Linked DNA regions of Sus scrofa: all the other regions are linked to region 1. Evidence: chromatin contacts called from public HiChIP or PLAC-seq and promoter capture Hi-C data. All regions are on one chromosome and are shown on one strand. Each heading gives the region's core, a stretch centred on a gene start, on an enhancer-like site or on the middle of the called end of the contact. The rest is flanking DNA. Distances are from core to core; before and after follow the strand shown. Region 1 holds the start of APMAP (adipocyte plasma membrane-associated protein). Region 2 holds the start of CST3 (cystatin C). Region 3 holds the start of NXT1 (NTF2-related export protein 1).

The links. Promoter capture Hi-C pulls out the DNA fragments that hold promoters and counts their contacts. HiChIP or PLAC-seq counts read pairs in DNA pulled down with a chosen protein or histone mark.
Region 2: an H3K27ac HiChIP or PLAC-seq map of alveolar macrophages shows a contact between it and region 1. The contact joins the promoter of CST3 here to the promoter of APMAP in region 1. A contact is called at or near these places in 2 of 5 promoter capture datasets (fetal liver and fetal skeletal muscle) and 1 of 2 datasets of contacts at active chromatin or transcription factors (alveolar macrophages).
Region 3: a promoter capture Hi-C map of liver shows a contact between it and region 1, with 4 times the contacts expected there. The contact joins the promoter of NXT1 here to the promoter of APMAP in region 1. A contact is called at or near these places in 1 of 5 promoter capture datasets (liver) and 1 of 2 datasets of contacts at active chromatin or transcription factors (alveolar macrophages).

The regions. Positions count from the first base shown.
Region 1 is chr17:30,793,072-30,797,291 of Sscrofa11.1, reverse strand. APMAP (adipocyte plasma membrane-associated protein) reads left to right here and starts at 2,290. Exons shown (of 9, transcript XM_001927087.7): 1 at 2,290-2,448. The coding sequence starts at 2,357.
Region 2 is chr17:30,472,062-30,476,883 of Sscrofa11.1, reverse strand. CST3 (cystatin C) reads left to right here and starts at 2,398. Exons shown (of 3, transcript NM_001044602.1): 1 at 2,398-2,655. The coding sequence starts at 2,413. LOC106506628 (a long non-coding RNA gene) reads right to left here and starts at 2,271. Exons shown (of 3, transcript XR_002339947.1): 1 at 2,149-2,271.
Region 3 is chr17:30,336,988-30,341,522 of Sscrofa11.1, reverse strand. It overlaps NXT1 (NTF2-related export protein 1), which reads right to left and starts at 3,144. Exons shown (of 2, transcript XM_003134295.4): 1 at 2,801-3,144; 2 at 1-516. The coding sequence starts at 472. The coding sequence ends at 50.

The DNA.
Region 1 (4,220 bases), core at 1,041-3,540:
GTCCCAAGCCCTCAGGGTCCTGCTTGAGTCCCCACAGTCCAGAGTTGCCCCAGACATTTCCTGCAGGCAGGCAGTCTTAAGTTCCTAGGCAAAGTGGTGTGGTAGCGGGTAAGCCTCTTGGCCTCTAACCTTAGGGACATTGGACTCAGACTGCTGTCCTCCTACCCAAACTGGAATGTCTTCACAAAAATTTTTTTTTGGCCATGCCACAGCAGTGACAACGCCAGATCCCTAACCTGCTGAACCATCAGGAAACTTCTGTGTTTCTCATTTCCTCTCTAAGCAGTGATGCTCAGCTTTGGCTTTTTTAAGTGTCCGGGAGCTTTTAAAACTTCCCAAGCCCAAGCCACACCCCAGACCAATTACACTGGAATTTCTGGAAGGGGACACAGGTATCAGTAGATTTCAAAGCTTCCCAGATGATTCTAATGTGCAGCCGAGTTGAGAACCACTGTCTCAGTGTAAGCACTCTGGGGCAACACAAAGCACAGCACCTACCTGGGGCATTTATTTTCACTTTCATGTAGCACCTTTGAGTCCAGCTGCTGACACTGAAGGCCTCAGCACTTTGATGACGGCCTCTAATCACTAGGATGGTCCTCCTGGGACAGGTGACTTAAGAGCAAGCAACTGGGAAAGCAGCACAGCCGGAAGCAGGCCTCAGCCTGACTCAGGGAAGGGAGTGGATTCTGGGCACTTGGTACCATGCTTGGAGACATCACTGACCATCAAGACTAGGTGGGAAGCTACTGGCATCTAAGGGGTGGAGGCCAGGGATGCTGCTGAACATCCTGCAACACACAGGACAGCTCTTCCCTGCACCACTTTCCCCCAAGGACTCGTCTGTCCCAAACTGTCAGCAGTGCTGAAGATTAAGATACCCAGTCATATCAATCTTGGTGGTCCCATCCCCCTGCCAGTAACTGGATGGCAGCTAGGTTGGAGACAGGGTTGGGGCACTGGAAGGAAACAAAGCACAGCTAGCAAAGTGGGCCTGACCATGACACACACAGTTTTAGTAGACTAAACTGGGCTGGGCAACACAAATGTGGCAGAGCATGTCCTCTGAGACAGGACCACTGCTCTCAAGGGACTCTCCCGGTGACCGATCCTGACCCATCCCTGCCTAGGCAGTCTACAGCTAACTCCAGTCCCAGATCTCAGGAGGGCCCTTCCACGAGCCTTTTGAGGAGACTCACACGAGCCCTGGCGCATTCCTTTGCTGCAGCAAGTTCAATAAACCTCACTTATTATTTTCGTGTACAGGTATGTTCCTGGCTACAACAGGCTGAGTTCCATAATTGGCGCATGTGGAAAGTACCTTAGAAACAAGGAAGATATCCTGCCTATGACATCAGGGGAAGGATTTTCAGCAAATAAAGTGGATTCTGAGAGATAAAAAGTTTTGGCCAAGCAGAGCTGTTACAGAAAGCATTGCCACAAAGAGTAAGGTGGACAAAGCCAGGGAGGCATAGAATTATCAATAGCAAGCAATCCTGAGTGTCTGAATCCCGAGTTCAGGGCAGGAAGGGGCCAGATCCCGAAGAGTAGTGGCTGCTTTTCACAGGGACGCCTCATTCCCCCAGCCGGGGCAGGCAGTGAGGTGGGAGTCCAATGCTCTCCAGCATCCAGAAAGGCCGTGGCATGCTCGCCTGGGACGCCTTCCAGCGCAGCACAGAAGTCGACTCTCAGGGCTTCACTTGCAGCACCTTCTTTGGAGACGGTGTACAGTAATATGACCCGGTTTCCCTGCCGAGAAAGCCTCCTCCCGTGTCTTCCCGAACCCACCCACCTTCAGCTCTGTCACTGCTGGACGCCCTCACAAGCCCGATGGCCTCTTCGGCCAAGGGCTCATCAAACCCCACAGCTGTCCACGACGACCTGGATCTTCTCGGAGGAGCTCGGGGGCCCGTCGGGTGCACGGCCCTGGGCTCTGTCCACTTATCCGGAGACAGCTCCGTCCACACGCGTACAAACTGTCGAACGTAGGCTTGACAGTCACAAAGGCGAACATGGGCGGCGGCCCTTTTCCCGTAACCCCATCGGTTCGAAACAGCCCCCTAGTGGGGCCACGTCCCTTCTGCCGGCGTGGGCACCGCGCCGCGGTCGGACAGGACGTGAAGGGCCGGGGGGTCGAGAACACGGCTGCCCTGGCCCCAAAGGCCGCTGGCTGCAAAGTGTGCGGGAGCAAACTTGCCGGGAAGTGCCTCGCAGCCGCGCCCGCCCTGGCGGCCGGAAGGGGCTGGACTCTCGTCACTTCCGCGCTCTCCTGGGGAGGTGGGGCCTTCTGCGTCACTTCCGTGCGCCGGGTAGGAGGCGGGCGGCGCGGCCCTCGGGTAGCAGTCCCACTGGTACCATGAGCGAGGCGGATGGGCTGCGGCAGCGCCGGCCCCTGCGGCCGCAGGTGGTCACGGATGACGGCCGGGCCCCAGAGGCCAAGGACGGCAGGTAGGCTGGGCTCGGAGCGGGGCCTGACTCCGAGGCAGCGACCGTGGCGAACGCCTCGCTTAATCCCTGGCTGCCTCTCTTCAAGGGAGGAAGCGGGTTCCTGCCGCGCGTGCACCTGCGGCCTTTCGGCCGGTCGCCGCGTCACTGCCCAGCCCCCGGGCCCCCTTGCCCCCGGCCCGGTTGCACTTTCCCTCAGGGACGCCCGCGGAGCCGCCCGGGGCCGCGGAGAACGGCTTCCGCACCTGCCTTTCTCGCCGCGTCTTCAGAAAGAGCCGCGAGCAGAGGGGACGTGTGGACAGTTTCTGTGAGAGTCCAGCCTTGCACGTTTTCCCAGTAGGGTCGGAGATGCCGAGGGCGCTGTAGTATCGGTGCCTAATACAAGAAATCCCTGGCCTTTGGCCTCCTCTTCTTCTCCCAGCCTTCCGGAGTTTAAATGTGCTTTGCTTTGTTAGTTAAAAACTGAAGCCTAAGCCTTGGAAAGTATTAAAATTCTCTTTTTAGCTTCGTGCCCTGAGTGTGGTAACTTTGAATTTTTTTTTTTTTTTTTTTTTTTTTTAAGGGGCAAGAGGGCCCACATAGACCGAATTTAAAGGGTGGAACTGATTGACTTACATGTTATTAGAACTATTGGCAGTATTTTCTGAGGTGCCACTGGGGGTGGTGTATACTGAATGCAGGACAGTTTTTGCCAAGGAAGACTGAATTTATTCACTGACGATAATAAGATGAACACGTTTGAAGGAGCACCATAGCAGAGAGGAGTGTTGGCTCTAGAAATGCCATTGACAGGATTTTTCAGTAATATGAGTCCTGGGGCCAGAGGAAGGGTTGGAAATAGGCTCCACGTACAGTCCTTACTGTAGGAGGACCAGCCATCCCAGTTTGCCTTGGACTCAGAGGTTTTAAGGATGTAGAACTTTCAGTGCCAACCCCGGGCAAACCAGGACAAATTGGTCACTCTTTTGACTGTGGGTGTTGTGAAATCATCTGCTGATAACTGAGGAGCCTTTAAAACAAACATGCATGGACTGGCAGTGCTGTGCTCCAGAGACTTCAAACAGGACATTGCCATACTCTAGTACCCAGGAGTCGGGAACAGCTGGCCCAAGCCTGTCTGTTGGGACCTGCAGGGCAGAGAGCACCGGAGGAGACCTGTTTTGGGGTGTGTGTGTGTGGGGTGCTCCAGGCCTCAGGGCAAGGAGCAGAGTTAATTCACTTGTTTTTCACTTTCTCTGTGGGGATTTCTTCCTCAATGGCAGGGTTAGTCCTAAGTTCTCACCTGCTGCTGGTCTTTCCCTGGGGGCCTTCTGCACTATTTATTTAAGACATTTTCTTGGCTTTCCTGTGTTTTGTTTTTTCTCTTCTTTGATCCTAGTCTGTGTCTTTGTAACAGTCTCTCTCAAAGAGAGATCTTGTTATCCAGCTTCCTTCTTAGATTTATATTGTAATTCTTTGGTTTTTTCCCCCTTATTTTTATCATTCAGTGATTCAATTTTAATTTCCTTTGTGGAGGTTTCTAGGAGTTCATCTGTTTGTCATCTTAATTACCTTGAAAGTTGAGGGTTCACCCTGACAGGAGGGCTTTGTGTATGGTGGGAAAGTAGAAGAATCTGGAGGAAGTAGAAACAGGATAACTATAGAGTAAACTTGACCCGCTAAACAGAATGAAGCAAGCCTGGAAGGGTGTTAACAGAAGCAGGGCAGTAGTTTTAGTGGAAGGGACACCTAGCGATACCTTGCTCAGTCTCCTGACTCTTGGCATGAAAGGTGGT
Region 2 (4,822 bases), core at 1,149-3,648, 320 kb after region 1:
ACCCCCTGAATGTGCCACTTTGGCATGTGGAGTATTTTGCGTTGAAGGCAACCAAGACCCAGCTGGCTCTGGAAGTGCTTTCAAGGCCTCCCAACTGCCTAAAGGAATGTATCTGCATGGCAGGCAGACATCGGATCCCCCAGGCCTCCTCCTCCTGTGAGTCACCCTCCCACCTCCGAAGCCCCAGCCCCCACACCTCTTCTTGGATGAGGTGCCTCATAAGCTTCGAGTGCCTGACTGCCCTTTGGCTCGTTTTTATGGGGCTCCATATGCATAAGCTAAATTTATTTTTCTCTTGTTAATCTCTTTTACGGCAATTTAATTACAGGTCAGCCAAAGAACCTAGAAGGGTACGAGGAAAATGTTCTGGCCCCTATGGTTAGAACTCGCCCTGGGGCAACAAGGTCTCAGAAACACCGAATGTGAAAATTCATTACTGCTATGTTCTGGATTCTAGGCAGAGCCCTGTTGCTCTAGCCCCAAGGCCACAGCCGGTCTGGGCTGGTGAAGATTCACCATCGCCTCTACCTCTTCCAGAATAATCCCTCTGGGTGGGTGCCAAGGGGCCAGAGGCTTCCTAGGTCATCAGTCACCCAGTTACCCTGGGGCGCGTAGGGTTCGGGATGAGAAGAGAACAGCGTTCCCCTCCACCCCCAGGGTCATGCTCGGGTCCCTGCCCTGCGCTGGAGGCCTGTTAGCCCACACAGTACCCAGCCAACTGGGTCCTCTTGGTCCAGGGAGCAACGGAGCCAACAATTAGGTTAACACAACAATAGGGGAAGCTCAAAAATGATGCACCAAAGCCAGACACCCACATTGCATGATCCCATTTGTGGGAAGTTCAAGAAAAGGCAGAACCCCTGTCTACAGGGCACATGTGCGTATTGCCAGGAGCCAGGGGTGGGCACAGGATAACCCACAGAAGAAGCAAGAGGAAACTTTCAGGGTAACAGGCTTGGTGGGGTGGTAATAGTGGTGCATGCATTTGTTAAAATTCCTCAGTCTGGATACACAAAAGGAGGCATTTTTATTGTATATGAATCATACCTCATTCAAGTTGACTTTTAAAAATCAACAAAGTTTTCCAAGCAGTGGACAGAGGACCAGAGCCACTGTCATGGCCCCCTGAAGGGAGACGGCCATTCTCTGCATGGGGGGGGGGGTGCTGCCCCTCCCCCACTGGCCCAGTAGGGGTCTTCCCCACCCTCTGCCCTTGGCCCATACCCACATGTTATGGTACATCCAGCCCCAGGGGAAGATTCCAGATCACACCCCTCCTCTGCTTAAACACCAGCAGCTTCCTATCCCCAGAGCAGGACAGTTCCGCTGGAGGGCTTTCCCACTGGCTGTTCCCTCTGCCCAAGTCTCCCTTCTTTGTGCCTGAGGGACTTCTTGCCCTTTGGGTAGGTGTCAGCCTAAAGCTCTGTCTTCTCAAAGGGGCATCTGTGGCCAGGGTCCAGGGATGTCCATGTCTCTCTCTGTTTCATCCTTCACCTCACTTTCAGCAGAGCCCCTGTCACTCTCTGATCGTCATTACTGATTACTGCGACCCACGGCCCTACACCCACCGCGCCCCACAGCAGCTACACTTGGTCATGGGACACAGGAGATGGACCCGGTGAGACAGTGACTCCTGTTTGAAGGGTAAAATGCACTCACAGGACCCCAAAGACATAGTGCAGGTATAGAAGAGTGGAGAATGTGTCATTCACAATTGGCTGTGTATGTTGAAAAATTTTGGATATATTGGGTTAAATAGAAAGTATTATGCTTTCATAGACTTTTTTCTTTCTGCTCTGTTTAATGTGTCTCTTAGAAAATAGTTTCCCTAACATCTTCAACTCTCAGGGGCTCCACCGCCTGGAGTATCTCCCCACCCCCACCCCCACCCCTCCATGCTCCATCTACAGACGCCCTGGCCAGGGAGAAGCCCCAGAAGGGTTCGGTGGTCGAATAAAGAAATGAGTTTGAGTAAGAGAACCCGATGAGCTTTTCCCAAATGAAGGTTAATTCACTTAATGTTTGGCAAAGAAGTTCCCCAGGACAGGCCGCAGACGGAAACCGCAGCCCCGCTCCGGGGACATCTAGACGCGGACCAGGCGCTTAGACACCCCCCGGGGGCCAGACGCCCTTCCTCCCCTTCCAGACCTGGGTACAGAGTTGGGTTACAAGATTCGCCGGCCCAGAGGAGATGACACTTTCGGAGAGACCTAGGAGAATCCAGCTGGAAAGCAGCTGGACCGGGAAGGATCGGATGGGCGGCGGATGGGGAGGGGCGGAAGAGGAGGAGCCGGGCGGGGCAGGGGGCGGGGCCAGGGCCCAGTTGCGGGGGATAAAAGCACAACTACCAGCCCGGCTGGGCTAGCGATCTGATCGCCGCTGGGCCGAAACTCCGTCTGTCTCCGAGAGACCATGGCCGGGTCCCCGCGCTCCCCGCTGCTCCTGCTGGCCGCCCTGGCCCTGGCCCTCGCCCTGGCCGTGAGCCCCGCGGCCGGACAGGGCCACAAGGGCCGCCTGGTGGGCGGCCTAATAGACGCGGATGTCAACGAGGAGGGCGTGCAGCAGGCGCTGTCCTTTGCCCTCAGCGAGTACAACAAAGCGAGCAATGACGCCTACCACGGCCGCGTGCTGCGCGTGCTGCGCGTCCGCAAGCAGGTGCGTCTGCCGAGGAGAGGGCGCGGGATCGAGTTGCGGAGTCGGAGCTCAGGGGCCGGACCGGCGGGGTGCGGAGCCTGAGAGCAGCGGCCTGGGGCGCGGGGCCAGGGTGCAGAGCCTGAGTGCTTTGGAACTAGGCAGGGGGCGCAGGGGCGGGACGGCCCTGACTGCGGGAGGCCGGGCGCCGTCTCCAGCCCGGCTTCCGCCGAGCCCCCAGGTCCTGGGAGGAGGGTCCCCTTCAGCCCCTGGAGGCTCCGGGGGATCTGCACAGACGCTGATGCGCTTCTCACCCTGGCGTGGCCCCCGGCCTCTCCCGGCGGCCACAGCCCTTCTCGGGGTGTCACCTGGCGTGGGCCCGGCCTGGCCCGCAATCTGGGTCCGCGCTGGGGTCAGGGACCAGCCTCCTGGGACTGGGGGGTCCGTGCGAGCTGCCATCTAGATGACCTGAGGAGAGGGAAAAACACACCCACACCTGGCTGCGCTCCTGACTTTGCCCCTGAATGGTTCTTTAAGCACCTTCCTTTTAACTTTTTAACATCATTTCAGACTTTATCGGGCAGTTACAAAGATACATAGAGTCCTTGTAGATTCTCACCCAGATTCCTCAAATGTTAAAAAGTTGCAGAATTTGCTTGACCCGCCTCATCCCCACATACATGTGTGTAGCGATGTTTATACACATTAATTTTTCTGACCCTTCCTGGGTACACAACACGTTTGTGTATTTTTCCTAAAAGCAAGGTTGTTTTCTTCCAAGGCACAAAATAATTTTGAAGATTAGGAATCAAACACTAACACTTTCATACACCAATCTTACTCAGATGCCAGTTATCTATCTCCCAGTCCTTTATAGCCGAGGACACTGTCAGGCCACATGCTGCTGTCCTGTGGCCTCCTTTATTCCGAGGCAGCCCCTGGTCTGTCTTGTGATCTTGGTGTTATTTCTGAAGGTCCAGCCAGCTGTGGCTCAGACTGTCGCTGGATTTGGTTTGGCCTGATGTTTCCTCAAGTCACACAGAACAGGTGTGCACTTCTTGTAGCCTCCTTGGCAGGTGCCGCTCAGCTCACATGGCCTCCACGTCCCCATCGTGCAGTGGTGTTCGGGTCCGACCCTCCAAGTGTCCTCCCTGTGGGGCCTGGCTGCTCCCTGGAGCACCCAGATGGTGTCAGCAAACACGAGTCCGTGAGCTGGCCTGTGGTGGCCGGTGTGTCCTGGACTGGGGCAGTGGCGGGGGGTCTGACGTAAGAATCCAAAGGCTCCTGGACTGTTGCTTCCGCCCACAGGTCACATCCACGGGGGCAGCCTCTGGGCTGTGACATCTTACCACCACCCTGAGATGGGCACACCAGCCTGCCCCTGCCTCTGCTTGCCAGCCTGGCCAGATAAGGAGCCTGTTCTTGAGGAGAAGGGGCAGAGGGAGAGGCAGGAAGGGCTGCGGGGCCTCATGCTGGCCCTTGAAGGAAGGCTAGAATTTAGACCTTCTGACCTGCATGCCGGCCAGCACAGAGGGCTTCCTGCCACTTTCTCCTGAAATGGCAGAAAATGGTCAAGACCAGACCCACTTCTCTTCCTGCAGCAGTGCACTGGCGCTGTCCTTTTTGGGTGGGCAAGTGCCCCTGCTCACCAGGTCCCCTCCAGCCTGCTCCTCTTGGGTGTGAGACTAGCTCACGGACCATGGGGGGAAGCTGACAGCAGAGGGGTCACGGGACACCATGTGGCTCCACCAGGTGGGGTCTGCAGCCTAGTCCCTGGCCTCGCAGCCCGTGCTTCTCTGGGTTCTAATGAGGCCTGTCTGGGTACCAGTGTGTGGCCAGGGTTCACGTCTGTAATCTCAAGTGTAAGAGACACACAGACTGTGACACACTTCAGAAATATTCCTGTTGAAAATCACACTTGAATGGTCAGCATTCCAAGCGTTTTTTATTGGCTTAAACATCCGTGTATGTGAAGCTTTTGTCTCCTCCTTTTACGGGAGGGTGTAAATAAACCTGGGTTACAGGGGAGGAATGGGATGCTGTGGACTCCCCACCCGAGACTGGAGTTTCGCTGAAGTGTAGTTGCCAGGCACCCATCTTCCTGCAGATGCTGTGTGCTCCGTCCCCACCCAGGCTCCGGGCACCAGCCTGTTGCTTTTCCACACTCTGGCTGGTCCCCTGGAGTTGCACT
Region 3 (4,535 bases), core at 1,895-4,394, 460 kb after region 1:
ACAAGCATGTGCCCAGGAGGGCCCTTGGCCTCAGTGGGCTCCCAGCGCCCTAGCAGGCCCAGTCCTGGAAGCGGAAGCAATCACTGGCGATCTTCCATACTGCGTTGCTGGGTGAGGCCTGGGCCGTCAGGATGAAGTTCTGGTTGAAGTCCCGCTGCTTGTTGCCCTCAAACTTCACCGTCCCACAGATGACCACGAGGACAGTGGTCTGGCTCGGTGTGGCGTCGTCGTGGACAGGCTGGCAGTCTACCACGTTGATCTGGAACTCGCTGGAAGGCAACATCTCAAAAAACTCACTCAAGGATTCTTGTCCCGAAACGGCATTGCCGTTCCACACCAGGGTGGCAGTGCCTGTGTACAGGCGGGACAGCAACCTCCGCCGCTTGTCCATGGTGCTGTAGTACACGTTCACAAACTCCTCGGCTGCGCGGCAGGCCTGGTCCACGTAGGTCTTGAAGTCCACGGATGCCATCTCCGGCCTCCGCCCAGGTGCCTCCTGTTCCTGGGGGAGCCAGGCTGTGGGGCAGGAAAGTCGAAGAGAGCCTGTGTGAGTGCCAGCGTCTTCTGCTGGTGGCAGAACAAATACATACGGTGGAGAGGATTCCAGAAGACACTGGTGCCGATGCCTAGTCTTACTGCGCCTCAGTTTGCTCGTTTTAAAGTTACTGTGCGTAACTGAATGTAGGAATAGACAAAGCAGTGTACACCGCACGCTGACAGAAAAAGCCTGAGACCCACACATTCACAAGTGGCAGCTATTACTATGAATTCTAATGAACTCATTTTATAAGCTACAGGCCATCTGACTATGGAAGGCTGCTTTATCCTGGCAGAGAGGAACAGGTGTGGCTGCCCTGGAGAAGCAGGGAAGCAGTGTACCCCGTAAAGACAGTGCACCCAGGAAGGGAAGAGAGGCCCAATTAAGGCCAGCCAGCCAGCAGAGCTCAGCTGATGAGTCTGGGGCCATCTAGTATGAGCTCAGCCACAGGGCCTGGGGAGCGAGGAGAAGGCAGGTTTCTTAAGAGAACAAATGCTACGAGGACTGGACAGGACCGCTATGGTGGCTGCAGTCCTCATGCTGCTGGGCACTGAGGAGCGAAGCTGGTGCTGACTGGAATGAGGGAGGATGTGCAGATCCTAGGAGCACAGGGAAGCCCTGAGTGCTAATGAAAGTAGGCAGGGGCCAGACGGAGATTCTATGAGGTGCAGGGCGAAGGGGTGGTGGCAGCAAAAAAGAATTTTGGCTGAAGCCAAAATGTCAACTTCCTTTATAAACAGTCCAGAGGAAATTCCCTGGTTGCCTAGTAGTTAAGGATTCAGAGTTGTCACTGACTCAGGTTCGATCCCTGGCCCAGAAACCTCTGCAGGCTGTGAGAATGGCTTAAAAAAATAAAAAAAGAAAAAGAAAAAAAGTGCCCAGCAATATAGATACCCATTATTAGAAACATCTTTGAGTTCCCTGGTGGCTCAGTGGGTTAGGGATCACTGCTGTGGCTCTGGCTACTGCTGTGGCATGTGTTTGATCCCTGGCCCGGGAACTTCCACTGCCAACTGCTGTCCCCCGCCAAAAGGAACAGCACAAACAACAACAAAACCAGTCCAAAAGCATAAGGAAAAATTATTACTTGCTTTTTTTCCGGGTATGGTACAACTGTTCTGTTCTTTTTTTGCATGATTAAAACATTTCACCACACAAAAATCAAACAGAGGACAACATTACCAAGATAGTGAATATGTTTAGATTTACAAACTTAAATATTGAATATTTTTTCGTTTCAAAGACCTTAACTTAAAAAAAAAAATCAGGAGTTCCCACCATGCTGCAGTGGAACAGCGGAAACAAATCCGACTAGGAACTGTGAGGGTGCAGGTTCCATCCCTGGCCTTGATCAGTGGGTTGAGGATCTGCTGTTGTGTGAGCTGTGGTGTAGGTTGCAGACATGGCTTGGATCCTGCGTTGTTGTGGCTGTGGTGTAGGCCGGCGGCTACAGCTCTGATTCAAACCCTAGCCTGGGAACCTCCATGTGATGCAGGTGTAGCCCTAAAAAGCAAAAAAAAAAAAAAAAAAAAAAAAAAAAAAATCAGCTCATGTAATAGATAAAAGACCCCAAGTAGGGCTGGGAAGAAGTCAGGAACGCTTAAGGGCTAAGGAAGGTGGAGGCCTGAGCCTCCAGGACAGAACTGGCGAGGCTGGAGATAGATCCCTCCAGAAAGGGGCCTGGGGGCCAGGCGCCCACGCGGGTTCTGCCACCCCCTCCTGAGGATCTCAAGTCCGGCTCTGCAGACACTCACTTGTAGCTCCTATTTTCTAGCGCTTAACATTGCACCACGTCTTTCAATGGTCCCCAGAATGGACGAGGCGTTACTGTAACAACTTCGCTAATGAGAAAAGAATACTTAGGTGTGGATGAGGGTCCGCGTGGGCACACCCCCATCTGTCATCTAAGAACACGATGTTGGGACGGTGCTGTCCTCTCACTGACTCCTGCCTTTCTGGGGTCAAATGTGCGGGCACTCGTTTCCCGAGGGCTAGTTTATAATCCGTCCCCCGCCCCGCCCCCACAGGCCTGTCTCCCTCGCTGGACTCCCCCTCACCCGGCTTCTACGCGATTCCCCGGTACCTGGGTTCCCTGCCTCCGCGGACACAGCTCAACCTGCCGCCCACCTGGAGGGTCTGCAGGAAGAGAGTCATTCCTGCGGGGCTGTAACCTGCTTAAGTCTCGCGGCAGGACCAGCCTGCATCCCCACAATGCGGGGGCAGAGGGTAGGGGGGGCACCTACCGGCACGGAAGACACCTACCTGAGCGGGGGGAACTACCTGAGCGGCAGGGGCAGCGGGGCGGCGGCCCTGGTCGGCGCCGGTCAGCGTGGAGATATGACCCCAGTCAGCGGGGGCCTCAGTCAGCTGGGGTCGGCGTGGGCGGCTCTGGTCACGCGGGCCGCGGCTCCGCGGGGACCCCCCTGACGGTCTGGCCTGGCCTGCCGAGTCTCCGCGCTCCTCCGCCGCTTGCTTGAAGGGGCCGGGAAGAGCCCCCCCCTCCGCGCCCCTTCCTCCCGGGACCTGCCGGGTCTCGTCCGCGCCTCCGCGGGTTCCCGCGCGGGGCCAGCCAGGTCGGCGCAGACGCGAGCTCCAGGCCCCGCCCCTCCCTGTGACGGGCAGCTGTATCAGCCAGTGGGACGGCGGGGCCGGAAAGCCCCGCCCAGGTGTGGCTCGAGGCCTCGAGGCTTCCGGGAGAGGCGCTTTCCCAGAAGACCACAGCAAATCCGCGCTTGAGTCTTAATTGGTTCATCCGGGTCACTGACTCCGGCGCAAGGTAGATGAGGCCCCTGATTGGGGTCTCCGGCACTGGGGGCGGGGCTGTCTCGCGGCTGCGCAGAGGCCTCTAGACAGGTGAGGTTTACTAGTGCTCTGCGTTTTCCCGGCGTCTCTATGGTCAGCTTACCTAGCGCGCACCTTTGCCTGTTTTCCTAAGAGGACCCTTGCTTTCAGGTGTCAGGACAAGTTTAGAAACTGGGGCGGGGGGGGGGGTGCTCTACAGCATAGGTGACCTCCCACTTAAGTAGTCAATCATTTGGATTATAAAAAAATAAAATGCTGGCTGAGTAAAAAGCGTGAACTGAACTAACACTTCTGGAGTGGTATTCACTCTTCAATGTCTTTACAAAGCCCAAGCCAGTGAAAATGGAGTTTAATGTACAAAACTCTGAATGACCGTATGACTGGAATGAAAACGGGAGTTGACCTCCCCTATGACCCCTGGATTGGATGTCCTGCTGCTTTTGAGTTTCTTTGTTTCTCATGTAAGCCCTTTTCATTTCATTCTCATACCTTAGGCGGAGATATAATCATCATTCCTGATTGTATAGACGAGGAGGCAGAGAGATACAAATTAAATGACAGCTTGGAGTCACAGAACGCCTTCAGACCTAGAAAAGATGTTTAGGAGGGCATTTATCCTGCTCTGAGTTCTTCGAAAACGCAAGGCTTTAACGCTGAGAGGCAGCAGAGTCAGCAGCAGGAGAGTGAGAGGGCAGGAAACTTCTAGATTTGTGTCACCAGCAAATTGTTTCTGACCCACAGCAAGAGTTTTTGTCTTTTTGTCTTTTTAGGGCCACACGCAAAGCATATGGAGGTTCCCAGGGCTAAGGGTCTAATCGGAGCTGTAGCCGCAGGCCTAGGCCAGAGCCACAGCAACAGCAGATCCGAGCCCCCTGTGCGTGTGACCTACACCACAGTTCACGCCAATGCCAGATCTTTAACCCACTGAGTAAGGCCAGAGATCGAACCCGAAACCTCATGGTTCCTAGTCAAATTTGTTTCTGCTGTGACACGACTGGAATGCCAATAAATATTGTTTGAATTAGCAGACAGTCCTGGGTTCAACTCATTGCTCCATAACATTCTAGTTGTAATGACTCTTCTCTATCAGTTAACCCTCTCCTCTTGGAAGCAAGCCTGGTTTTTACTGCAGCTGTGGTGCTTGAGTTGGGAGGTTAGAGATACCTTTGGCTCTAAGCGCCCAATTCTGGGGTAG